Linked DNA regions of Mus musculus: region 2 is linked to region 1. The links are chromatin contacts, called in public promoter capture Hi-C maps. All regions are on one chromosome and are shown on one strand. Each heading gives the region's core, a stretch centred on a gene start, on an enhancer-like site or on the middle of the called end of the contact. The rest is flanking DNA. Distances are from core to core; before and after follow the strand shown.

Evidence for each region. Promoter capture Hi-C pulls out the DNA fragments that hold promoters and counts their contacts.
Region 2: a contact with region 1 is called in a promoter capture Hi-C map of liver, with 2.3 times the contacts expected there. The contact joins the promoter of Smim11 here to the enhancer-like site in region 1. A contact is called at or near these places in 6 of 39 promoter capture datasets (the 3T3-L1 cell line, cranial neural crest, frontonasal cranial neural crest and 2 more), 1 of 115 datasets of contacts at active chromatin or transcription factors (astrocytes) and 2 of 9 other capture datasets (adipose tissue and embryonic stem cells).

The regions. Positions count from the first base shown.
Region 1 is chr16:91,760,179-91,766,516 of GRCm38.p6, reverse strand. The region is part of intron 1 of Itsn1 (intersectin 1 (SH3 domain protein 1A)); the gene reads right to left. Among named protein-coding and RNA genes, the nearest start is that of Itsn1, 34 kb to the right of the region's middle. Within about 2 kb of position 3,841, at least 22 of the 459 cell types and tissues checked have an H3K27ac peak or open chromatin away from gene starts, as enhancers often do. A contact at or near this core is called in liver, where this site is marked.
Region 2 is chr16:92,298,438-92,304,370 of GRCm38.p6, reverse strand. It overlaps Smim11 (small integral membrane protein 11), which reads right to left and starts at 3,068. Exons shown (of 4, transcript NM_138743.2): 1 at 3,028-3,068.

The sequences.
Region 1 (6,338 bases), core at 2,592-5,091:
AGCCTCCCAGGGGTGGGAGAGCAGGCCCTGCCCACAAGCTAGCGTCTTCTAATACACTACAGAAACTCCAGGGAACCAAAGGTACAAAACCACTCCCTTTTATTCCTCTCAGAAAATCAAGTGAAATCACTTAAAAACAGGCACCAAGCACCATCTAACAAACAGCTGATTCATAGGGCTTACTTGATAATTCACCCATAGTTAAACAATTTTTCATGAAAACAGATTAATGGTTACAATTAAGCTTTCTATTGAGAACATCTGAAATCCCATTTTTCATTTCCTTCCTTTGACTACTATAAGAGGCAACACACAGAAATCTCGCAAAACAAAAGTTCTTCTGATGACTATTTAAAGGGAACAGAACCGGACCCCGACCGGTGCAGATGCGCCATCTGTGCTCCGTTTCAGCCAAGTGGCTCGCACTTAAGTGCATGCCGCAGGGGAAAGCGCACCTTTGCAATGGCACCGGTGCTGGCAACAGCCGGAGCTGTCCTCAGTGGCACACACCGACCGCTCCATTTCACAACAGTTAGGATGACAGCAAGGGCAGGTGACAGCGGCAGCAGCTTAACATTACCAGTGACCGAGTGTCCCAGCTCCTGTTCTCTAAGCTTCACATATTGATCTATAAACTGCAGGAGCTACAAGAATTAAACACAAGTGGTTCTGAACCCAGGGGTTCCTAGTCCTGACAAAGTCTCTTCTGACCAAACTTTAGCCAGGCCTTTGTTTGTTTGTTTGTTTGTTTTCCGAGACAGGGTTTCTCTGTGTAGCCCTGGCTGTCCTGGAACTCACTTTGTAGACCAGGCTGGCCTCGAACTCAGAAATCTGCCTGCCTCTGCCTCCCAAAGTGCTGGGATTAAAGGTGTGCGCCACCACGCCCGGCTAGCCAGGCCTCTCTCTTTAAGCAAGCCTTCCTCGCAACTACGCCTACCGCCCTCTGCTGCTTAAGGTGTCCAGTCTATGCCCAAGCAGACTGGTACAGTAAGTTCTGAAGGAATCATCTTTCCTACCCTCAGTGTCTTCTCTTAGTAATTCTCTCACCCTACTTACTCCGCACACAGCTATAAATTTCCACCTGTCCTCACTGAATTTGGAGCAGAGGCTGCTTTCTCTTTCTCCTTTCAATAGTCTCGAGAATAAAGCCTCTCCTTCCATTGTAACAAACTTCAGAATAATTTTTCTTTAACAATGGTAACTGAGTGAGAGGCTTTTGTCTGTTGGAGTCAGGGTCTCCGTTTAGCTCCGGAGCTCACTATGTGAAGAAGACTGGCCCGGAAGTCACTGAGATCCGCCTGCCTCTGCCTCTGGAGTGCTTGCTGGGAGTAAAGGCGTGTACAAGTACACCCAGCTAACTATGAGTTTTAACAGAAGTAAAACACCTGGACCCCTACTTTATGCAGAGTAAAAAGCTCCAAATGTCAGCTTCTGTTGTTAAATTATCACCCTGCAATTGTAACAAAAACCCTCAAACTGACAGATCTCAGCTTTAATCGATTACTGTGCTCACCACATGAAGATTATCACGATGAGCATAAAGATCCAAAGAACGGTCATGCTCAGGTCAAGAGACACGCTGGCCTCCCAGTGCTTCACGGAGCAGCAAGGTCCGAGCAGAGAGACAGGCAGCAGTGAAGAAAGGGCACCAGCCAAGCCGCTTTCTACATAGAGGGGGGATTAAAGCACCCAAAGGTGCTGACATCGTGGAGACAGACCTCCCATGAGTCTCGGTGGTGAGGAGGCCACTCAGACTGAACAAGATCCTCGGGCAGATTTACATTTTCAAGGGCCAGAGCCATGTGTGGCTAGTGCTGTAGTCACTGACAAGATGTCTGCGGTCCACTAAGTAAGCTTCTCCCACACCAAAGAGAGTGACTAAGAAACTCACAAAAGAAGCCAGGGTCGGAGGAGAAGGACTGTTGAAAAGGGTTCCTGTGGGGGCGGGGAGGAGTGGAAGTCAAAATGACTAAACTTCATTATAAAAATATATGAAAATGTCAAACAAACAAACAAAAAGCTGGCTCTGGGAAGGTGGCAGCTTCAAAGTTCTATAGACACACACTGCATAATTATACAGACACTGCCCATGGGCAACAGCAAAAATATATGGGAAAAGAAAAAAAAGCATAGTGTTCACAGAAACACTCCAAGAAAAATGTGTTCATAGTTTCTATGTCACCCTTTGACAGTCAGAGTGGTGGACAAGCACCACAGACAAGGTTGCAGAAGTAGCCTCAGAGAGAACGTTTCCCCTTGAGAAGCCATGCCCAGGTTCCCCGCCTCATGCCCAGGTCCCCGCCTCCTCCACCCTGGGTGACGTCTAGAAGAACCCTTCTCTCCTGTGCTCTCTGTGTGGATTCCCTGTAGACTGCGGCTCACCAACTTCCCTTGGGAGCAAGGATGTCTGGGGGCTCCCAGCATCTGTCACGGGGCTAGGAAGCTGTGTGCTGAATAAAGTCCTGAGTGAGCCATGTGGCCACCCCTTTGTCTTTGTCTCCAGTGGTCACTAAATCCTCACCTACACTCAGAACTAAGCAAGGGTTCTTTCCCAGTCTGATTCCTCCTATAGCAAACATCTATAGATGGTGCAGAACCAGTTTTTCCCCCTTGAAGCAACAATTAAACGCTAAAGCAAAAAGAAATGATTTTACAATGTACTTTGATACCATATATGTTGCAAGGAACACAAAAGAAATGACCTATTAGCTCCTAACTTTGTATGTAAGATCATCCATGCAATTTTCACACTAGTTACCTGAGGTTCTGGGAAAAATATATAAAATATAGCACAATTAGTCAGATCAAACTGATGCCTTTTCAAGAAAATAATAAAGTGATCAAAACATTAAACTTAACATTCTAATACACAGGAGGCAAGCCTTTTGTTTTTAAAGAAACTAGGTAGTGTATTCCATAACTGTACTGTTCTAGAGTCGACAGTCACAAGGTGAAAGGTTCCTCTCGATCTACACATAATGTCACACACCTTTCTCAGGAACAGTTTTCATTTATTTGACTTGAAAAATCAAACAAATTCAGCTTAACATCAGAGGCTGCCTGTTTGTTTTATGTTCCTGATATCAAAGCACACTGTTACTGGCTTTTAAGAACCTTTGAAAAAACAGGGTGTCTGTCAAGGATGCCTTTTTTTCAAGCTGCATGATCAAATGAGAGCCACTTTCAAACATCTAGAAGCCACGGGCAACTGTCTCGATTACAGATTCTGAATGCTGCTGCTGTGTGTCATCTCGTTTGTTCTAAATGTTTATTCATTTCTAAATGTCACAAACCGAAACATGAACAAGAAAAAACCAAAACAAACAAATTTTTAAAAACCACCCTGTATAAAGAGGAGTCCTTGCCCTGAAATCCACCAGCTCAAATCCTTACATCTTCAAATGCTACAAGTTAGAGATTGTGATGCGCTCAATGAAGCTGGAAAACTGGATTGAGGCCTTGTGAGCCTCTGCCAAACTGAAAGGCACTAAACATCTGTAAAACCCACATGAAGCATGAGCAAACTGTTGTCAAATACTCAACCTGGTTAGCCAACAGCAAGCAGAAGGGCCCAAATCAGATAAAGAGACAACACCATCAAAATCACACGAGAGAAATACAGGGCCAGTGGGGTCTCAGATCTGCGGTACATCAGTTCTGGTTCTCCAATGCCTGCCCCGGGGCATGAACAATCCAGTTCTGACTATTAGACAGCTAATCTTTCCCGGTTAAACCGATCCTCTTGAAACTTAAGATTAACGGGATGAATAGTAGAGATGTAGAGCTAGACAAATACTGGGCACAAGATGGCCAGACAACAAGCAAATGGAATCAGACTGCCCAGTCATGGTGAAATGTGTCACTGTAAACAGTAACTCAACCCTGAAAGTGGAGAAGCCAGAGGATATTCAGGCGAGCACTTGGCACACACACTTCAATTACCTTGCTATTAACTTAGCTATGTCCAGACTCATCGTGAAGGACTAAAAATAGAACAGAAGGCTAGATAGAATAGCATCCTAACCAAGAGCACAAATACAAAACGTTTATTAGAACACATAGCAGGAAATTACAGAATACAACATACATTTCTAGTGTCAAAAACAGAAAATGGGATGCTAACACCTTGCTTTTTATATAGCACTCGTGTGAAAAACTTAAATACATGCTACAATTTTAAGTCTATTTATAGTGATTCTAACAACACCCTGTGAAATAGGTAAAATGTAAATATCCTTACTTCTCTTGGCTACTGATTTATTTAATCACGTTGCTCATTAGATTCTGGTTTAGCTCAGCCCAGTATCTCAAGCTTCCACAGACACAAGTCTCCAATTACCCTCCAAAGTGTAATAAGTAAGACAAGGTGAGGCTCTAGATTTCCATGCTCAAGAATGAGTAAGTAGAACAAGCTGGCTTCAGGGTTAGAAACAAAACCATCTCCAACAGTCCAGGGAATCTGCTCTTCCTTAGTAGCAGATTGAGAAACAGTTATGATTGCCACTAAATCCGCTGACATGCAGAAATTTGTAGATAATGAAATTTACTTCCCACACTCAGAAACAGGAACTGACAGCTTTATCCTTCAATGGACAGAAGAATTCAGCGGCAAGTGCAAGGCTGGACATACAGAGACACACTCGCCTGAGAAACCAACAGTTGAGAAACAAACCACAGGCAACAACACTTGCAGATCTCAGGTACTTTTTTCTCTCAAGTTTGACTCAAAGGAATTGGGTTGTCACAGGCTAGGGTAAATGATAAACTTTAAGTGTCTAATTTGTACCTTTCAAGAGTCATTGTTGGGAGAACCCTTTAAAAGCTGGTATACTATTACAGTGTTAAGAGGTACTTCCTAAACACACCCAATATATCTAACTTATCTGCAAAGCAACTCGGTGAAATAATTCTTTCTTCCCTCAATACAATCAGATGAGGCACAGGCAAAGAACTCCAAACCTGAACCCACCCAGGAGTTTCCAGGTAGGAAAGACCGTTGTAAACATGCTCCTGTGTAAGAGATAGGCGCGCCCTGACCGCACACAAGCATCTCATGAAGGGCACAGCTGTCTTCTTTACAGCACTGTCTCCTTCCACTTTTATCCAGCCTTTGTCTGCAGTGTCAGGAGGACTCAGCTCACAGAGCCCCACCTGCCTCTGCCTGCACACTGCCAGCATTACAAGCGCACAGCCACTTCCAGCTCATTTCTTACAGTTTTCAAATCGTAAGACACGTATTATGTGCTGTGATTTTCCCATTGTTCACAGGTTCAGCCGGGAAGCTGATGTCTCTGTCCCGCCTTGAGTCACTACAATTAAGGCTAATTTAAAAGAAATGCTCATTTTCCCTCTTCAACCTCCAAACTAATACTCCTGAGATAATAAAAGAAAAATTTTAAGATATCCTGGAGCAACTGTACCTCAATTTTGGCTTCAAATAGAGCTTAATACCATAGCTACTGTGTCCCTAGGTGAAACAACAACGTTGATGTACTGCCTGGACCTCGATATTCTCATAAATTACACCATTCCATATTTGAAAAGATATTCTTCAAATCTTGCTAAGATTAAAATCATGAGGGATCAATACCTTTCTTTCCAAAAGAACTGAATATGTGACATCATGACCAGTGGACTCCAAATAATGTTCATCCTAGAGGCAATGGGTGACTAAACAAAAGCCCCAGTTCCAGTGTGGGACATCTCCACAGGAGGCGTCAGTGGGGCTCCAGAGGTCCCACTTAGCCAGTCCTCTTGCCGGTTCTGGTCTGAACGAGGAATGCCCCCAGGAGAGACTCGGGTAGCTGAACACCTGGTTCCGGGTGCGGTGCTGTCGGGGAGGCCTGGTTGGCGCAGCCTCACTGGAAGACTTACAACACTGATGCGCACTGGCTCTCAGGTTCCGGCTCTTCCTGCCATATCTGCCACTTGCTGACACGCCTCCTCCCCAGGACAGACTCTTTTGTTTCATGTTAGACTCTTAAGCTTCTAGAACCATAAACCAAAATAAACTTATCACAGCGATGTAGAGCCACCTAATTCTCCGGTTCATCAGAGTTAACAGGATAAGACCCTACTGCTTAAGGGAACACATACCTTGCTGCAAGACTTAGAGAAAACATGCCAGAATAGAGCTGGAAACTTCCTCCCTGGTTTCTAGCTTTCAAAGTTCCGGAAAGCTGCCGCAGGAGAAAACGCACCATTGGTCTTATCCATTTGTGAACCCCAGGCACCAACACCACCACACAAGCAAACCTCCTGGGCATGGCATCCCCACCTTTTATAATGGCACAAGTGCCGAGCCATTACACCCAAGCACTCTCAGATCTTACCAGGTT
Region 2 (5,933 bases), core at 1,819-4,318, 540 kb before region 1:
TGGCTTCCTTTTGTGGGTTTAGGAGGGGGTAGAAGCTGACTGTTATCAGTGGGGTGTCCTTAAGTTCTAATCGATATGGGCTATGTAAGCTTTAGTTCGCATCCTTTCCCACGATGCATTTCAATTTAATCCTATCTGCTCCCAATTACACATAGCCAAAAGAGGGCAAGTAGGGATTTTTTTTTCCCTCCCTAACTGTTCATTTTAAGGTCACAGTTTGCCTTACTGTGCATGCACCCCAAACCAGTATATGTTGGATCTAGCCATGATGCCTAGTTTCAGGATATGTTTGGTCACCAAAAGGACTTACTGAGGGTCATTGCTAAGAAGCTACAGTTTGGAGTGCCCACAAGCCTCTGTTTAAAGAGGTGTGTGCATGCAGCTCCACATGGGTGTGGGGGAGATCCTGGCTTGCTTTACTGGGAAAGCACTGTGTAGCTCAATCAAGCAGACCCCCCAGGTTTCCCTTCCCCTTGCCTATCTTACATCCAGTCAGCCAGGTCTGGGAGCTTCAGCCTCAGCAAGTCACCTGGGTACAGATGGACTGCTTCAAACTCACTTCCTTCATAATAACTTAAGACTAGAATTAGAAATGCAACGGGAAATTCCACACACCTTTAGAATGGGTTTCCTTAAGTAAAGCTCATGGGAGATGGCGTAGAAAAACATTTCCAGTTGTAAAAGTATCTAATATATAAAATTCAGTTCTCAGTCTATTTCAAGGTTACAGAACTTTGAAAACCAGCTAGCTATTGGCACAAGATAACCAAGCTTTGCCTTTGACTTGTGCAAAGTCAGATAAACCAAGAAGTGTATAATCCAAAGCCCTATTTAAATGCGATAGCGGTGGTTGAAGGTGCCCACTACCTGCAAGTGTTTGCCTTTAAATAGCAGCAGATTCCAACCTATGTTGGAAAAATGAGCTCTTTGCATGTTATAACCTGCTGCTGGAATTTACACCTTGAACGTCTAGTAATCTTAGGGATTAGCCATACTGTATATTAAAACAAAATATTTTTTTTATTTTTATAATTCCTTCTTAATTGAGTTGTATACATATTATATGGTAGACGATTTAACTGTTTCCCACAAGTCACCTCTGTGAATTGATATGCCCAGGATACTGACTCCCAAGGTCAAGGGAAACAAATGGGCCCAAGATGCTGACAAGAGGAAATAAATGAAAGAAAATACCCCGGGGTCTGGAGGTCTGGCAAACACATTGCACTTAGCAGCAATGTGACCTTGGCCTCTCAAAGCCTCCTTCATCAGTAAATTCTCCTTCAGAAGTTGGCCAGTAATCGCTAAGAAGCATGAGTAACACACAGCAAGCATTATTGTCTTGATAATGTCTCTCCTTTGCTAATGGTCCTCAGATAACAAACAGCAATAGGGCAGGATGTAGTCTGGACAAGATGCCAGGCATGGGATAAAGAATAAGGGCAAGAAGAAGGAGGACAGGACTCTACTCCAGGTGGCAGTAAGGGCTGAGCATGTGACCTGGGAAAGCCATGTGGCTCCTGAGCCAAAGCGCTCTTGGGATATCAGCGTCCAAGGAGTAAGTCTCCCACTCTGGAATTCACAACTCTCTGCTCTGTCTAATGTCACAGGACATGATGCCAAAAAGACTAGCAATCTGAGTGTTAAGAGGTAAGATCTCTGAGAAGGAAGCAGGGGGCTGTGGGCGTGGCTGAGCCAGAGTGCTAACGCAAAGCTCTCGGTTCAGCCCAAGTAACTCACAACCCAACCTTGGTGGTACAAGCCTGTAACCCTAGCACTTGGGAGGTGGAGGTCAAGGGATGGGAGTTCAAGGTCATCTAAGGCTACAGAGAAAGACTGAGCTGGAGGCCAATCTCAGATGCACAGAATCCTGCCAAGGAAGGAGAAAGAGAAGAAAAAGAGAAGAGGAAGAGAAGGAGGAAAAAGTAAAAGCAAAGGGGAATCTGTACTGCTATGGAGTGGGTGGGGTGGGTAGAGGAGAGCGAAGGGCCCAGAGCAGCCAGGTTCATTTTCACCCACTACTTTAAATTTCAAGGCAGCTTGCAAGCTTTCTGCAAATGGGGATAACCAAGAAAGCTAAACATAGCAGTGAGCTGTCTGCTCTGATATCACGGACTCCTGGTGCCATTCAGAAGCAAGCAGCAGCTGGCAGCAGAGGGTGAGCCAAAGCCACTGGGGTAAGGACAGCTGGAGGCCATTAAAATATATGAAATGCAGGGAGCTGTCCAGGCTTAACCCTTAACGACAGAAAATAAAACTGTTTGTAGTTTTGATCTTTATTGCAAAGTATCCTGCCAGGTTTTATTCTAGAAACAAAGAAGACATTCACTCACTTTGATTATACCAATTTAAACGACGTGGACAATAGTCTGCTCACAAGCTCCGTGTGCTCCTTGGCGAGGCTAACAGAGTCGAGGGTGCACCTATCTCAGCATATAATGCACTCACCTATCCTAGCAGCTTGTGTCAACTGTCTGAAGCCGTTTTCACTCCCAGTCTCTACCCCTTTCACTCCAATTCCTCAGCCAACCATTTAAAGTATCGGTAGGTTCAAATCGCCATGACCCCTGGACCTCACTTAGCCCACTCAGCACAGGCCTTGGTTTTCAAGAAACCCAGAAGCACCTTATCCGGGTGGGTGGCCAGATTCCAAATTTCAAGGCTTTGGGGAGCCTGTGAGTTATGGTGCACTTCCCTACTAGATGAAACGACACGCCTTGTTTAAGCAACTTTGGCGCCTTTGCGATCTGGGGCACCACAGGATCAAACGGGGATTTGCTATCCCTGGATACTTGGGAGTGCCCAGTCCCAGGTTCTCGCCCCCAGGCATTGCCTCCACGGGGGTGGGGGGTGGGTAGAAGGCCAGGAGTTATCATCGCTCCCTTCCTGCGTCACCAAAACAAGGCGACAAGACTATTAGAGTTCCCAAGGGCTATGTAGCCGTAGGCAGCAAGTGTCATCATGGGAGAAACAAGAACGCGGGATGACCAAGGGATTCCCCAGAGCCCCAAAGACTCACACACTTACACTCAGGGCGGCGGGGCCTCCTCGCTTGCTGCTCACAAACCACGACTCCCACAATCCCGTCGTGAAAACTACAAGTCCCGAAATGCACCGCTCGGAACGGAAGCGCCATCTTGAAAGGCACCACTTGATACGCAGGCGCAGTGGCTTTAGGGCGCCCGCAGATTCGCTAGTATTAAGGAGCGTGTTTCTCCAAGCGCAGGCGCTATGGGCTTCAGGCCAGTTGCGCAGGAATCTGAGGCTACTGCAGAAATCCAAGTAGGAACCCTGAGGGTGGTCCGCAGGGGTTAGGGTTCGGCCTAGGACCCTTTGTTCATGTCCACTGGTCATTGACTCCTGTTCTATACAGCTGAAGACAATAGGTCCCAGGTTTTTTGTTTTGTTTTCCAGGCTTAGCATTCCTCCAAGGGGACAGACAAGAAGAATGCATCCCGGTTGAGATAACCGATAGATACCCAGATTTTAGGTTCCCAGTTTCATTTCTAGCCAGTGAATCCCCAAAGTGCCGGGTGGGGAGACGCAGACAGCAGCCCTGTCCAAGGCTCTGGAGAGGCAAAGTTCTCACCGAGACCTCCACCTCATCTCCCTCTTCTGTGGAGGGGGGAGCGGATGCCCGGTGCTGACACTAATTGCGGGGTGAATTCTTGGACCCAAGAAAGTTAGCTTCAGATCTCATCATGCCTCTTTGTGGAGATGAAGTTGAAAATGTTAGCGTGCAGAGGGTTTCACAGACCTGGTTGTGCTAACAAGAGAATATCACGTTGAGACTGTCGTTTAATTTAACTCTACAAGGCCTATAAAAGGACACACTATAATTGTAATATTTCACAAATGATGAAACGGAAACACAAAGGATTTTTTTTTCTTTCCCGAGGCTGAGGCCAGCTCGTGCCAGACCTGGGGCTCGCCATAAGTTGCGAGACTGGGATCAGCCCCTATCACCTGTTCCTTTTGCAATAGCTTTGAATCTGCACTGAAGTACTACTCAGATGTGTAGAACTAGCAGACTAAGCAGAAAGACTCTAAAGGGAACATGGATAGAAAAACAACAGCAACCCAGCTGTTTGACTTGGCATTTTCATTTAGAAAGCTTTGGTTGAAGTTGATACTGGAGGGAGAAGCTGGGGTAAATGGATCAACAACTGGATGCCCATCCAACTTGTTAGTTATCTCCTGTTAACACAACAAAATGCTTGACAGAAGCAGCTTAGGTTATCTAGACTAGGTGAGTAGAGTCCACAGCTGGGAGGAGAGTGATGGAGGCTTGACCTCTCTTGGTCTTCTCCTTCAGGTTCCATCCAGGATCCCAGCCCAGGGAATGGTGGCACCCATTTAGAATGTTTTCCCACCTCATGTAACCCAATCTATATAATTCCCACAGGCATTCCCAGAGGTGTGGCTGTTACCCTAGTCTAGATCCTGTGATGTTGCCCATATTAACTACCACATAAAGATGTAGCATTTCTCCTGTTCCCCCTAAGTAAAATTGACTGATTGATGTCCATGTTATAACTATATTTTCCAGTGAGGATGATAAAGTATGTTTAATGAAAGCCTGGATTTAACCACCTGTACGTTTTCCTGGAGAAACAGATAAGCCAAGGGGAAAATTACAAACTCTGGGAAAGGGTGTGTGTTTTGTGTTGTGTTGTGTGACGTGCAAGGGGCATGCCCAGCAGAGTCTTAATGTTTGTATTTCAAAGAGATATTTCTACATGCTAGAAGAATTATTCTTGCTGAGTCTCTGTGTTTGCATTTCTAAGAGACATTTCTTTAGATGGAAGAAGAATTATTCCTCAAAGAGAAAGAGAGAGGATTTTGTAATTGCAAGCTTTCTCACTGCTATAAAAGAGGGTTCCATAGCCTATTGGGCTCCTTTGGTTAGATTTTACAGTCAGCTCTTCCTGGTTTCTCAGGCAGGTACTTTAAGGGGCTGGATAACCATTTTGAGCTGTTAGAAAGATATATTAATGTTTATTCAAGTCTCTTAGGATATGAAGGTCAATGAAATAATTTGTACCAAGAGTATAGGATATTTACTGGCCAAAGTTGGAGCCTAGTCACGAAGGAGGCTCAGGGAACCTTGACTTGATTAAAAAGAAAAGTCATTACGAGGGTGGAAAACCTGGCTGGATACAGCCCCACACTAGGATCTCTGGGTCTGGGCTATCTAGGTTGACCATGCTGGTGTGCAACAGGATGTTAGGCTTCTGGCCTGAGGAAGGAAGCCACTCATAGCACATCTGCTCTTGGACTATAAATGACTTACTCTAACACCATGTAGTTTCTCTGGTAGCAAAATGCAAACATGTTGCAGGAAGCAAATGCTTTATGTAGATTACATCTCCTTCTATAAAGGGACAAACATTGTAGTTGGTTTTATGGTGTGTGGCCACCAAAACTCATGTTAAAACTTGAGATGAGAGGGAGGCCTGGCCTTTGGTGGAGGGAGCTTTACCCTCACTGGGCTGCCCTGCACTACCAGGGCATACACCGTTATAATGAGGGTGTGTCTGGTATCTATCTGGTCATCCTCTTTCTGTCATATATTAATGCCATATGATATCTTCACCAGGAACCTCAGACGCTGATACCTATGCTCTTAGTCTTCCCAGCCTCCAAAACCACGCACGGACTCAGAATAACCCCGACAAATCATTGTCAGGCACTGTCTAACGGGAACAGAAATGGTCCTCTTTGACTCTTGTTTTTGTACTCTGAGGCTGGAGGACCTACTCACAATGGGTGGGCCCTGGCCATGGCAGAGTAAAGACATGGGATATGGACCATGAGGTATGGATGCTAAGGACCAACATGTCTCTCATTTGCCCTGGATGTCCTATCTGCAGATATTATGTCTTCAACCTCGTGTCTCTGTTCCAGCCATGTCCACTTCCTGTTGATCTCTG